Regions from separate parts of the Mus musculus genome. Here regions 1 and 3 are each linked to region 2. Evidence: chromatin contacts called from public HiChIP or PLAC-seq and promoter capture Hi-C data. All regions are on one chromosome and are shown on one strand. The core of a region is the stretch at or near the end of the contact, and the rest is flanking DNA. Distances in the headings are between cores, read along the strand shown. Region 1 holds the start of Ccr1 (chemokine (C-C motif) receptor 1). Region 2 holds the start of Ccr3 (chemokine (C-C motif) receptor 3). Region 3 has its middle 31 kb from the start of Ccr2.

Evidence for each region. HiChIP or PLAC-seq counts read pairs in DNA pulled down with a chosen protein or histone mark. Capture Hi-C pulls out chosen DNA fragments and counts their contacts.
Region 1: a contact with region 2 is called in a promoter capture Hi-C map of liver, with 2.1 times the contacts expected there. The contact joins the promoter of Ccr1 here to the promoter of Ccr3 in region 2. A contact is called at or near these places in 12 of 39 promoter capture datasets (the C10 cell line, the HPC-7 cell line, HPC-7-derived erythroid cells and 10 more), 1 of 15 datasets of contacts at CTCF or cohesin (CD8 T cells), 9 of 484 Hi-C or Micro-C datasets (CD4 T cells, the G1E-ER4 cell line, embryonic stem cells and 2 more), 4 of 115 datasets of contacts at active chromatin or transcription factors (CD8 T cells, the HPC-7 cell line, embryonic stem cells and 1 more) and 5 of 9 other capture datasets (adipose tissue, embryonic stem cells, liver and 2 more).
Region 3: a contact with region 2 is called in an H3K27ac HiChIP or PLAC-seq map of microglia, with 9 times the contacts expected there. The contact joins the enhancer-like site here to the promoter of Ccr3 in region 2. A contact is called at or near these places in 1 of 39 promoter capture datasets (macrophages), 2 of 15 datasets of contacts at CTCF or cohesin (CD8 T cells and pro-B cells), 7 of 484 Hi-C or Micro-C datasets (CD4 T cells, CD8 T cells, Th1 cells and 3 more), 6 of 115 datasets of contacts at active chromatin or transcription factors (CD8 T cells, the HPC-7 cell line, embryonic stem cells and 3 more) and 5 of 9 other capture datasets (adipose tissue, bone marrow-derived macrophages, embryonic stem cells and 2 more).

What each region holds. Positions count from the first base shown.
Region 1 is chr9:123,967,295-123,969,994 of GRCm38.p6, reverse strand. It overlaps Ccr1 (chemokine (C-C motif) receptor 1), which reads left to right and starts at 1,303. Exons shown (of 2, transcript NM_009912.4): 1 at 1,303-1,700.
Region 2 is chr9:124,020,560-124,023,259 of GRCm38.p6, reverse strand. Ccr3 (chemokine (C-C motif) receptor 3) reads right to left here and starts at 1,289. Exons shown (of 2, transcript NM_009914.4): 1 at 1,088-1,289.
Region 3 is chr9:124,070,297-124,072,996 of GRCm38.p6, reverse strand. No RefSeq gene overlaps it. Among named protein-coding and RNA genes, the nearest start is that of Ccr2, 31 kb to the left of the region's middle. Within about 2 kb of position 1,291, at least 17 of the 459 cell types and tissues checked have an H3K27ac peak or open chromatin away from gene starts, as enhancers often do. A contact at or near this core is called in the HPC-7 cell line, bone marrow-derived macrophages and microglia, where this site is marked.

The DNA.
Region 1 (2,700 bases), core at 54-2,553, 53 kb after region 2:
GTGTAAATTTATCACATTTCCTTATCCATTTATTTGTTGATGAACATCTAAGTTGTTTCTATTTCTGACTATTATGAATAGAGCAGTAATGAACATGGTTGAGCAAGTGTCTCTATAATATGATGAAGAGTTCTTTAGATATATGCCCGAGAGTGGAATAGTTGAATCTTGAGATAGACTGATTCCCAGCTTCCTGAGAAACCACCACACTGATTTTCACTGTGGTTGTACAAGTTTTTGCCCTTCCACCAGCAATGGATGAGAGTTCCCCTTACTCACATACTCAGCAGCATGTTGTTCTTAGTACCTGTGCTATCACCTTCTGTTCAGAAAGTTTTTTCCTGTGCCAGTGAGTTCAACCTATTTCCCACATTTCTATCACAGTGTATCTGGCCTGATGTTGAGGTCTTAGAAATATTTGAAGTTGAGTTTTATACAGGGTGATAAGTATGGATCTATTTGCAGTTTTCTACATGCAGTCATTCAGTTTGACTAGAATCATTTGTTGAAGATGCTGTCTTTTTCCCAATATGTATTTCTGGCTTCTTTTTTATTGAGCCAGACCCTCTGATATTCTTCATATTCTCTTCTACCTCATGCACCTGCCATTAGCCAAAGTGGACAGTATTAGACCCAAGACTCAAAGAGGTGTAGAAAGGTGTTGGGCTCTGCACTCATGTGACCATGTCTGGCCAGTGCATACATAAACCAAAAGTATCAAGAAGGAAAGGGGAATCTACAGCCATATTACCCTGAAAATAGTCGATGGGGTTTTTTTGTATGATTTCTTTATTTGTTTTTTGTTGTTGTTGTTCTTCTTCTTGTTTTTGAGACAAGGGTTACTATGTAGTCCTGACTGTCCTGGAACTCACTAGGAAGACCAGGCTGTCCTGGAGCTCACAGAAATCCTCCTGCCTCTGCCTGTTTAATGCTGATTATTAAAAGCATACACACCATTCATATCAGAAAAACAAGGGAAAACAGCCTGTATTGTGCTCTCTCGTGCCAGATATCATGAGAGAAAAACATTCCTTGAGGGTTGGTGGGGAAAGGATTTGGGAGCAGAAGAAAGGTATGTGGAGCAGTTAGAGTACAAATAGAAATAACTTAGATATAGATCTCCAAAGAGAGGGGATGCCTCTGGAGGTCCTCATTCATTAGCCAGATGATTTTGAGGAACAGGATATGAGTTCTGGTTTAGACCTTTCCATTTGCAATCTTTAGAAGGGGGAGGCTCCTCACTGACCACAAGAACTCTATGACTAGCCCTACATTTACACGCCCACACACATCAATTGCTCCATGAGTCCTAGGAACAGCTCATTGTCACACACAGAGTTCAACTCAACTCCATCCAACCCCTCCCTACACAATTCTTGTAGGGCAGAGCTACCTCTGAGAAGACTGGAACTTTACTGGAACTGGAGCAGAGAGGAAAGACAGAACACTTTAGTGAACTTGGACCCCAGGAATTGGCCACTGGTGAGCACTGTAGTGCTTCATAGGCAGCCAACCATAAAAAAGAAGAACTTTACACCATTCTTGTCATTCTGAAAGACTATAAAACCAGAGTCTAATCTCCATCATCATACAGGAAGCCAAGAACTTCCTACTAGGTTGGGACCTTGAACCTTGAATTCATAAAGATCCTCAAAGGCCCAGAAACAAAGTCTGTGTGGACAAAATACTCTGGAAACACAGTAAGTGATGTTTGTCATTTCTATGCCGCCAGGTACTGTGAAAGGCAATCTTAAGTTATGAGTGCAGTTCTGGGATCTTCAACATTGGATAATGCTTTGAGAACCAGATGGAGCCTATGTAGCCCATTGTTGCATCTGTAAAGCAGTTAATACTTGGGAAATGATGACAATGCTGGACGTATTATTAAGGCTGGATGCTCAGTGATATTGAGGAATTTGTTATCGATGATTAATTAAGAGAGTAAACCAGCATAAAGAGACAAGAAATGCCTTCGTGGAAAGTTATTTTTATAGTTGTCTTTATGAAACTTCGCCAAATAGCAACAAAATGCAACATATAAAGAAATGGTAACAAGAGACTATATGTTAGTAAGAAAAATCATTGCAAATGCAAGAGTGACAAAATTCTGAACCAATTTCTTAAGAGTAAAACTAAAATTACAAAAATGGGACTACTGTCTTGGAGAAGGAGAAAATTCACCCTCAAGAAGTAGCAAGTAGATGGAATTTTAGACTGCAATTGTTGTATTCTAACATGGTGTATGTTGGTTTTATGATGAAAAGAGATGTGTAGGACTGACACTAACAAATACCTATTTTGCTTTAATTTCATGAGTTGGAGAGAGAAGGGACAACTATAAATTTTCAAAGAACAAGAAACCCTTAGATTTTCATAGACAGTTTGCCTCTGTACAACAAATAGCAAGAAGCTCTAGGATACTGAAGGAATTATGTAGCAATGGCCTTGCATTAGGATGCATGAGAGACAGGACTGGGTTATTCAGTGAGGAAGGCCTAAGTAGTAAAATGCTAGAAAGTGAACAATACTGGCCTCTCCCTAAAAACGAAAACCATGGTTGGTACTATTTGTTGATATCTATGGTAGAAACTTGCAAGTTGACATGTGTGCAGAGTGAACAGATGCACACAACTGACTCTTTGAGCCACAATAATCATCTGGCTTCCCCTTGGGCCTGGATACTTCTTATCATCTCTTCCC
Region 2 (2,700 bases), core at 40-2,539:
AGAGTACTCTCATTTCTTATTCCAGGAGAAATGACTCAGTGACTAGCTTCAGTGTAATATTACCATCTTTTGAATGGAGTGAGAGGATCCTCTAGCCCAGTGTTTTCCAGCCTTCCTAATGCTGTAACCCTTTAATACTGCTCCTCATGTTGTGATGACCCCTAAACATAAAATTATTTCCTTGCTATCTCATAACTGTAGTTTTCCTACTGTTTTTAATTGTAATATAAATATCTAGTATACAAGATAGCTGATATGCCACCTACAAAGGGTTGTAACCCACAGGTTGAAAACAGGTTTGGGCTAGAGTCCAACCTACTAGTAACTGAAGACTACCACCCTCTCTCAAATCACTCACCAAAACCATTTTACTTCTAACCCCAGCCAAACTAGAGTCTTTCAAAACACTAAATGGATTTTTTTTTTGTCTCTACCCTCTAACAGAGATAGATCTACCAAAGGCAGCCAGCCAACCTAATCCAGACAGAGACACCACGGCAATCATCAACCAATCCATCTAATAGTTTTAGAGTTGATTTCCAAAAACTTTAATTATGCATTTAAATATGTAATTACTTAGTATACACATGAATACATAAATATATTTTCATTCTAATATACATACACACAAGAGATTACATTTTCATGATGATCTTACAAGTCAGTATCAATAAACGCTAACTACTAATGTAACACTTTTGGAATGATGCTATTCTTCATAATTTATGAATTATAAGAAGTACAGGATGGTAACAGATAATGTAGCTTGAGTAGTTATAAAGTTCATGTTGTATCATAGTATAGATGGGAAAATAGAAGGATAGGAATAAGGAAAGCAAGAAGAAAATGGAAATACATTGCAAAATCTTTTCTAAGTCTACCTTATGTTATCTTTAAATACTATACACCACCTCTCTATTGGAATCAAGAGGGCTCTGGGAGGTATTTCTTTCACCTACATAGACTAATATATCCATTTTTTCCTTTCCTAGAGTTCTGAAAGCCTATCTGGAAATATCGTCTAAGAAACATCTCTTGAATTTAAATATGTCCTTGTCCAAAAGAGAATAAAAAGAAGAAACGGTACCTGGTGAATTTTGCTAAGTCCTTTATGAGTCCAGTAGTAACTTAAGTTTCACTGCTAATGAAACAGAGATAACACTTGATCATATACACCAGTCAGGTAGTAAACATCATAGCTTCCTGTTTTAAAAAGGCTAGCTTCTCAGGTTTTGCAAGTTTTCAGAGAGATACCAACTTGTTACAGTTCTTCCGTTTTGTTATTTACTGCACATACTTGGCTCTCTGTTGAGTTATCTATGGATGGATACTGCTGACACTCAGAAACTATCTTGCAGGCTCTTCACCCATTTGACACTGCTCATTTTTTTATGTATGATATGGCTAACAACTTCCCAATAATCATTGACTCATGGACAGACTGTGGAAAAACAATGTGGGAATTTCCTCTTAAGGAAAGGATGAGACAGCAAATTTGCTGGGAGCAACTGAAGATTATGAGGACAAGCAAGTAAAGGTTTTGATAATTCACAAAGACATGTGTTTGCATTTCCACTGTGGTTCTATAGCTGCATGATCTCAGGGTAACCACTGAGCCAGCCTTGCTGGACACCTAGTTTTCTCCTCTATAATTGTAACAGATATTTATTTCCTACAGTTGTCATGAAGTCAATTAAGATAAACCAAGGAAGTTTCTATGTAAAGTACAGATCTCAACCAATGTAAAGTGTAGGTTGAATTGTACCGTGACATAGCATCCCAAGGCTAGGAACATATCTTGCCTATGTGCTGATATCCCCATGAACCTAGTGTGATAATGGACACTAGACGCATTTAACTAATGTTGACGGGAATAGTGACAAATATATGGTATAATCTCTGATATTCTTTCTAATTGTACAGGTCAATGAATTTACCAAGTTCTTGTTAGCTATTCAGAAGGGGACAGGAGAAAATGAATAGAGAAGAAAGAGTAGAAATAGGAGAAGAACTTAATTCTTTTTTTTCCTTTTCCATTTTTTATTAGGTATTTAGCTCATTTACATTTCCAATGCTATACCAAAAGTCCCCCATACCCACCCACCCCCACTCCCCTACCCACCCACTCCCACTTTTTGGCCCTGGCGTTCCCCTGTACTGGGGCATATAAAGTTTGTGTGTCCAATGGGCCTCTCTTTCCAGTGATGGCCGACTAGGCCATCTTTTGATACATATGCAGCTAGAGTCAAGAGCTCCGGGGTACTGGTTAGTTCATAATGTTGTTCCACCTATAGGGTTGCAGATCCCTTTAGCTCCTTGGATACTTTCTCTAGCTCCTCCATTGGGAGCCCTGTGATCCATCCATTAGCTGACTGTGAGCATCCACTTCTGTGTTTGCTAGGCCCCGGCATAGTCTCACAAGAGACAGCTACATCTGGGTCCTTTCGATAAAATCTTGCTAGTGTATGCAATGGTGTCAGCGTTTGGATGCTGATTATGGGGTGGATCTCTGGATATGGAAGTCTCTACATGGTCCATCCTTTCATCTCAGCTCCAAACTTTGTCTCTGTAACTCCTTCCAAGGGTGTTTTGTTCCCACTTCTAAGGAGGGGAATAGTGTCCACACTTCAGTCTTACCATAAGGGATCTATTAAGTTGTTGGATGATTTAGACTTTTTTATTCCTGTGATAAAATACCTG
Region 3 (2,700 bases), core at 42-2,541, 50 kb before region 2:
TTTCTGAAAGAGAGAATTACAAAAAAACACAAAATAAAATATCCCCTGTTACTTATTTTCTTAAGGAAATGCAAATAAAAATCACATTAAGATACTTCAGATAGTGGTAGATATGTGGAAAATCTAGAACCCATATTTAGCATTGGTGGGAATTCAAATGCTAAAGAGAACTTACAAAGGTTTCCCAAACAGAATTATGTTTTAACCTTCTTGATCAATGAATTGAAAGCAGTACTCAATCAGATGTCTGTATATATGAACTGATAACCATTTTTAACAATAGTCAAAATGTGGAAGAAATCCAGACAGTCATCAATGGATAGATGAGAAAATAAAATATACTTTTATAGATAGTCCTCAGCATGAAATGGATGGAGTTGTTATTTTTCACCTTATAATGTGGTGGATATAATATGGATTCAGTAAAAGTCGTACTTGAAATCCACATTCTGATAATTTCCTAAGCTAGTGACATATGGCATGCTCTCTTATGCAATGGTGGGGAGTCAGACCTTCCTGTCAACCACAGGATTACAATGGGAAGCAACTATGATTCCAAGATATAAGTTTCAGTGGGATAAATGTAATCAATATGAGACTTTCAACTTAAAGCATGTTTGCATATAGCCCAACATATGTCAAGTAGCATCTGTATACACAGGGGAAGACTTGCCAGCCTTTGAAGGGAAAGTTATTCAGACACATGTTATCACATGAACCAGCCTTGAAGACATCAGCTTGCATGAGGTAATGTCACAAAGGTGCAAATATTCTGTAACTGCATTCATATCAAATACTTGGAGCAATCAAATTCATAAAGGCAGAAAGTAGAATGGTGGTTGTCAGGAGGATGAGGACAGAGCATCAGTTTTTTTTTTTAATTAGGACAGAGTTTCAGTTTTAAATATTCAGAGTTCTGGAGATAAATGGTGGAATGGTAATAAATGTACTTTAAACATCACAGAATTGTTCGCTTTAAAATGATTAAAACTGTAAAATTTATATCGTGTGTATTTTACCACAATAAGTTGTTATACCAGATTTCACTGCTTCATGGGGGTATAAAGCTGAAAGATCTCTTTCTAGCTAGATGTTTCAATCCACTTATAGTTGGAAAAGCAGAAATACAGAGAAATGTCATATTTTAGTTGAGGTGAGGTTTATAATAATTAGCAGAGGAGTCCACACACACACACACACACACACACACACACACACACACACAACCCTCAAGAGTAAACAGCAGTGGTGAGTAGCTGAGCATAGCAGATTTCAGCTTCACTTCCCTTCCTTCTCTGAGTCAACTGTTGCAAAGTCAGGTCTTTTCCTGGATGCACATACATTTTGGTGAGGTCAAGAGGGGGTGCAGAGTTTTAAGGCTGGGGTTGTTACAACCAATGCTTCTCAATCTTCATCTGGGTAAGGATTCCGCAGACATCTTGAAAAACTAACTCTGCTGCACTGGAAGGAACCTGAGACAAATTTCAAATTGATTTTTAAAATTTATTCATTCATTTTGCAGTGCCAGGGATCAAACCCGTACATAGCAGACAAATTATCTACCACTGAGTTGTATCTCCAGCCTAGGATTTGCAAATTTTAGTGAGCTCTTGGCTAATGCTAGAACTCCTGGCTTTTGGGACAACACTGAGTTTTTGCAGGACCAACTTGTCTTCTCAGAGAATAGAAGCTGTTTCCTGAAAGTAGCTTTGTCTTATTTATAGCAATATACTTAGAAATTTTTTTCATGATGGAATGATATGAACAAGGCTGAGCTCTACACCAAAAGGTACTTTAATTTGGGTGGATATAAAAATCATGTGAAGAATAAAGAGGCTTTATCACTTTCAGAGTATAAATCTGTAGTTATCTATTGTAGTCAGTCCATCAGGAACAGATAAATTTTGAAGAGACACTTGTACCCTTTATTTGGCTGTCAGACTATTAAAATAACAGACTCCAAAAAGAAAACTCCATGCAATTCCTCCAGCAAGTTTATTCTGGGAAAGAGAAAACCTAAAATCTGGTGCCAGTCAGAGGAGGCACTTGCCTACCAGAAAAGAGATTACACATACTGCTGACCACTTTTCAGACCACCTTGCAGGAGAGAATGAAGGTCAGCCCTGTGAGCAAGACCAAACTGGGACTACTTACATATGACTATACCTCTAAACTTTAATGTTACTTTAGGACCTTAAAGTAACAGATTTCGCTAGAGGTCACTGGATCTCTTTGTCCTGCTTCCCAGTATAGCCAATAGAATATATATTTTTGTAGTTTTAAATTTAATTCATTTTTTGCTATTAATTTGGTTGTTATGATTGTTGTATTGAAGATTGGAGGCCTATGTGGCTTCTTGGAACACAGACTGTGACCTCAAATTTAGTACCACCGTGGCTCTGATCCATATTAAGGTCTAAGAACCACTGCACAAATTGGATAATATTAGATGCCTCAGGAACTAGGCAGTAGCCTTCAAGAATGTAGTAAAGCTCTTCATCCACTGTGAAAAGCAGTGAGGCTGATTTTTCTCCATCCAATTAGCAAACAGGGCTATGTGTGATCTGTGGTTTGAACACTCGTGATATAGGTGCACAATGCTAAGTCAACCATGGATTCTTGTCAAGTAAAACTCAAGGCTTTGTTCAAGAAATAATAAAGGGATAATTGAAACAAATTACCTGGAGATCACACTCTTAC